Regions from separate parts of the Bos taurus genome. Here region 2 is linked to region 1. Evidence: chromatin contacts called from public Hi-C data. All regions are on one chromosome and are shown on one strand. The core of a region is the stretch at or near the end of the contact, and the rest is flanking DNA. Distances in the headings are between cores, read along the strand shown. Region 1 has its middle 5.1 kb from the start of SLC4A4. Region 2 has its middle 52 kb from the start of GC.

Region 1 (2,700 bases), core at 86-2,585:
GATGCTGTTCTTTACGTGTGTGTTGAAAACGTGGAAAGCAGATTTTCCAAAACAACAAAGACACCAATAAAACACTGTGTGGTTTCCAAAGTTTGAAAACATTACACTGGCAAATGATTGGCGATGCTAATGATTCCCCTCTTCTTGGAGATGATTTGAATAGGAAATAGAATTCGGAGAGATGTGTGTGTCTGTGTGTGTGTGTGAGTGTATACTTGTAAATGTCAGTACTGGTGGCTCCTGAAAAAGACCTGTGAAAATACCAATTTTTTTTTGCCTCTCACGTGATCTAACCAGCTGAGAAGCAGGGGCAACCTGCATTGAGCTCTGAGACTTGAGACGAACTCCTTGTACCCCTCAAGGAAAGGCCCTTACACACAGTGTAAATATAAATTTACAGCAGCAACAAGTAATAACAATGATAATACAACTCTTCACTTCCTGGTACTTGTCCACTCCCCTCCGTGCGTCACTTTGGTGTGTGCGGGCATGTGTGTAAACATTTGCTGTGCATGGGAAAGCTGTTGTAAAGTGAGAGATTACGGGGTTCCCTGGCTCTTGTAAACAGATCAGGCTAGTGAGGATAAAGTGAGATGAGTTTAAATATGAGGTTAAGTAGTAAATTTTAAGCTGTACGCATGGAAAGAACCAGTGGTGTTGAGCTCAGATACAGACGTATGAACAACTGGAGCTACTCTGCTCCTGAGGGTGCTGTGCATGGTCTGGTGCCTTCTTGAAAGCAATCAGGAAGCACCAGTATTCATTCGATCCCCGTGCAGCTAAGTGGAGAGCAGGGTGTGGAGGAGAGGGGCTGGCAGTGGGAGTGGGCATACCAAGGTGGAAGGGCTGCTTTCTGCTTCTCTGGGTCTGAGCGGTGCCGCTGCTGTGACCCTGCAGCTGAGAACATAGCCGCATTCTGGGGGGTGACAAGGGAACATGTGGCTCCACCTTAAGCAGCAGCCTTTTTGCTGCTAGTGCATCCTTTGGCAAAAGCCCTTGCTTCGGAGGAGAAATGCTCTGCATAAAGTTATAACCCTGAAACCAGATGCTGTTACTATAGAGACGAGTGAAATGCTACCGTGGGAGGCAGAACCCGGGAGGGGTGAGAGAAGGGAGGTGGGAGGGCAAGTGAGGCGAATCTAAAGGCTAGCACACAGAGACCTTCAACCTTTAGCAGCACTGTGACGGGGCATGCTCGCATTCTGAAACTTGCGTGCTGGCGGCCTGCCACTTGCTGACTGGCTGAGTGGCAGCTGCATGCGCTGTGTGGACTAGCTGGTGAGCACGTTGGCAGTTGGCGAGGGCTCTAGGGCTGGGAACTCAGAGGGGTGGAATGTAGATGGGTGCCCAGGGCCCAATGGCCGACAGTTTTGCACAAATGTTTCTCGTGCCAGGCTTAAGTCACCCTTACAAGCCTGTGCAGTGATTAGGACCGGCTGTTGAGGGCCAGTCTGTTTGGCAGCTGATTTGACATGGGTTACAGTTAAATCACTTGCAGCTCCCAGCATAACAGAGGATGGGAGAAGCCCCACATTGGGTATGTGGATTGCTGGGGGAAGGGGTCTGACTTCTGCTGTCAGACGTCCTGCTGAAGGAAGGCAGTGTTGGCCCCGCATGGATTTTATACTGACTGGTATGACCCTTCTCCCCGTGATGCTGGTGAGAAGCTTCCAAATCTATTCTGAACTTTGCCTCATGCTGACGACAAGAGCAGCCTAGGGAACTGTTTAGAAGCATGCTCCCTCCCTTCTTTGTTTTCAGCAAGTGCAGTTGGTGTGAAAGGAACATTTTAGCGTAGATTTTGGGGGCCTGATTAGGAACTAGAGGAGTTCATTTCTTCCTACTGATAGAGGGAAAAACTGGTTGGGTCAGACGGGGCATTTTAAAAGATATCTCTGTCTTACTAATAATAGCAAGCAACTGCTGAGAGGATTTGGTCTCGGGTGGGGTGTGCACAAACCCCAACAATGGACACTTGTGGTATAAAGATGGAAGAAAGCTATAAAATCCCTGAATTCTGTGTCAAAGCCGAGATGTGCCAGGCTGCACTTGCTCTTGACAAGGAAAGGGCTGCTCTGGGCATGCAGGTTCTATATTTTCAGTTTGCATTTTCCTTTGCACTTTTTACAGGAAGGAGGGTGCTTACAGATGCTCCGCACTGTCCACCAGAAAGAACTAGGTTTCTAGTTACTTGCTATGTATAGTCTTGGAGGGAATGTGAAATATGTATCAAAGAGCCAACGAATGCCCCTACCATTATGCTCCCTCTAACCCGGAGCCTGTGCACAGTGCTTCAGTCAGGCTGGATGGTTTTCTCCGCCTAGGAAGTGATTTTGGCATTAAAGCTTGTCTAGTCTCCTTTAGTTGTTACTGTTGACTTCCTTCACTTCTGCTTTGATTGTTTGTTGTGTGCGATTTGGGGAAGAGCTTAGGTGCAAAAGCTAACCTTTTCATTTAGGAAATGTGTGAAAAGTTAGTAAATGGCTTTGGGACCAGCTTGGTTAGTGGTAGGGGTGCAGAAATGACTATAGGAAGTTGTGTTGGATTCTGTAGGTTATAGGACCAGAAAGCGTGCACTTTGAAAAGAAATGTGGGCTACACTACTCTTTGTTTCCTGAAGGGGAGATAGTAAGTACTAGGAGTGTAGATGCAATAGTACAGGATCCAGTATTTTGTTGTTTCCAGGGTCTTTTAAGGAGA
Region 2 (2,700 bases), core at 183-2,682, 460 kb after region 1:
TATGTCTTTGGAGAAGGCAACGGCAACCCACTCCAGTACTCTTGCCTGGACAATCCCATGGATGGAGGAGCCTCCTGGGCTGCAGTCCGTGGGGTCGCTGAGGGTCGGACACGACTGAGCAACTTCACTTTCATGCACTGGAGAAGGAAATGGCAACCCACTCCAGTGTTCTTGCCTGGAGAATCCCAGGGATGGGGGAGTCTGGTGGGCTGCCATCTGTGGGGTCGCACAGAGTCGGACATGACTGAAGTGACTTAGCAGCAGCAGCAGCAGCAGCAGTGGTGCCTGGACTTCTCATTGTGGTGGCTTCTCTTGTTGCAGAACATGGGCTCTAGGTGCATGGTCTCCGGTGGTTGCAGCATGTGGGCCCTAGAGTGCACAGCTTCAGTAGTTGTGGTGCTCAGGTTTAGCTGCTTCGGGATCTTCCCAGACCAAGGATTGAACCCATATCCCCTGCTTTGGCATGTGGATTCTTTACCACTGGGCCATCAGGGAAGTCCACCATTTTCAAATAAGGATTTGGAATGACTGATAAAAAATTCATTGGGAATTTTAATGGTGATTGCATTTAATTTATAGATAAATTTGAAGAGAATTGATATTTTTATGATAGCGAGTTATTGACTGTGGGAGCATACACTGTCTTTTCATTCATTCAGGCTTTCTTTTATGATATTCTTAGAGTTTTAAACTTTTCTGAGTGCATGAGCTGAGTTTAGAAGCTTTCCTCTGGCTTTCTCTGCCCAGGGTTGAAACCATTACAATTCAACCTCCCTCTCCTCTCTGTCCCCAAGTTCAAGATAGCCTTTAGGGGATCCTCCAGCCTTCAGACTCTCCAGGATTCTCATAATTATCATTATGGTTGTTAGTCCCTCAAATCATTTTCATTTTCTTTCACAATTTCCAGGCTTGCTTCTGGAGGAGAGAGAGCCAGTAGCTTGCTTTAAGTCACCATCCTGATAAGCCTGGGTGTAACTTGTTGTTAAACCTGTTTGGGTGAGACAGCTGGGAACTGCTTTTCGGTGGTGGGGGAAAAAGGGAAGAAATCATTTAATTGACTCATTTTAGTACCTGCAAAATACAGAGTGGACCCAAAACTGCAGGCCAAGGTGTAAGAATCCAAATGGAGGCCCATATAGCATATGTCTACATATTTAAAAGTTTGAAATTAAGCTAACAAGCCGTTAAATAAATAAAATATGTTCTATCCTCCTAGTTTGGCAAATATGTCTTCATAACAACCTGAACATCCGGGTTTAAGTTTAAAATCCTTAGAGTCCTCTGAGCTCTATGATTGAACTTGGCAGAAGGCAGAAAGCCAGCCTCCAGCCCATGACCTGTTACTGTCTCTTTGCCAGGTCCAATCTGTCCAGGTCTCTGATGATCTCATTTACACGCATGTTCAGTCCTCAGCCCACGTGTCTGAACCCTGTCCACATCTTCTGCAAACAACTCCCTCTTGGCCCGCTGACAGTGCGGTCAGCCTGCAGAAGATGCCTGTGTAGGTGCTGGAATTTTGCAAGTCATTCTGCACCCTGTGTCCTACAGCAAGGTCTGGAAGGAGGAAAAATGGATTCTTGGGTGTGCATGTCCCTTTGGCCCTGTGAATGCCTGGCCCCATGGGGAGGGTCCGGGCTAGACGAAGGACAGATACATTGAAAAGTGTCAAACATATATAAAGTATTATTATCACTGTGATTTGAACACTGGAAACCCTGTGGAGAATTTGAGTAAAAAGGAGGATTAAGTAACAAGTACAAAAGAAAGTCCAGAGCTGGTTATTGATGACCTTGGAAGACACATTCTGTCTCATTTCTGTTTATCCAGAGCCTGATTGTAGATGTGGCAGCATGACTTATTTTAATTACTATTTTTGATGTGTAATCTTCCTACCTATCACTAAGGTAAACAAACTAACAAGATAAAACCAAACAATTTATGGTGATTTTTCAACTAAAGGCTGATGATTGATATATCATTCTCATTGTCCTTCTGAACTTCAATTGCCAGCTGGAATTTTCAGGAAAGATGACTTGGCTGGTGAGATGCAAGAGAAGAAAAGACAGATGACATGCTTCTTGCATGGGCAAGGGGCATTACAAGGTAACCTGCCCTTGAGCTGACTTCATTGCAGAGAGCAGCATCACCTTCAAGAAACTGAAAAGAAAGAGAAAGTGTTAGTTGCTTAGTCATGTCAACTCTTTGCGACCCCATGGACTGTAAACCACCAGGCTCCTCTGTCCATGGGATTCTCCAGGCAAGAATACTGGAGTGGGTTGCCATTTCTTTCTTCAAGGGATCTTCCTGACCCAGGGATCAAACCCAGGTCTCCTGCATTACAGGCAGATTCTTTACCATCTGAGCCACCAGGGAAGCCTTTAAGAACCTGTGCTGACGTTCAGATGTGGAGACTCGCCACTGACCAACCCTTACCTCTGCAATTTCCTTTCTTTGGGGGATGTCATTTACTCTCTAGTTATGGGTATAGATGCCGGTCTTTCCTCTAGAGTGGAAATTCCTCTGACAGTGGGGAATGTCCTTTGTAAATGCTGGCCAGATGCTCAATAAATGTTTATTTAAAAGGTAATATATTCTGCAAAATGTAGCCTGGGTAGATCTGATTTCCTTGTGGAAATGGGATAAAGAGAAATATAAATACAGGCTTTTCCACTTTTTAACTTGATAATTATGGTTGAGAAT

The links. A called contact is a pair of places that touch in the nucleus more often than the background predicts.
Region 2: a contact with region 1 is called in a Hi-C map of liver, with 2.4 times the contacts expected there. The contact joins two enhancer-like sites. A contact is called at or near these places in 2 of 11 Hi-C or Micro-C datasets (liver and skeletal muscle).

What each region holds. Positions count from the first base shown.
Region 1 is chr6:86,496,761-86,499,460 of ARS-UCD2.0, forward strand. It overlaps a transcript of SLC4A4 not described here. Among named protein-coding and RNA genes, the nearest start is that of SLC4A4, 5.1 kb to the right of the region's middle. Within about 2 kb of position 1,336, at least 36 of the 102 cell types and tissues checked have an H3K27ac peak or open chromatin away from gene starts, as enhancers often do. A contact at or near this core is called in liver, where this site is marked.
Region 2 is chr6:86,954,074-86,956,773 of ARS-UCD2.0, forward strand. It overlaps a transcript of GC not described here. Among named protein-coding and RNA genes, the nearest start is that of GC, 52 kb to the right of the region's middle. Within about 2 kb of position 1,433, at least 15 of the 102 cell types and tissues checked have an H3K27ac peak or open chromatin away from gene starts, as enhancers often do. A contact at or near this core is called in liver, where this site is marked.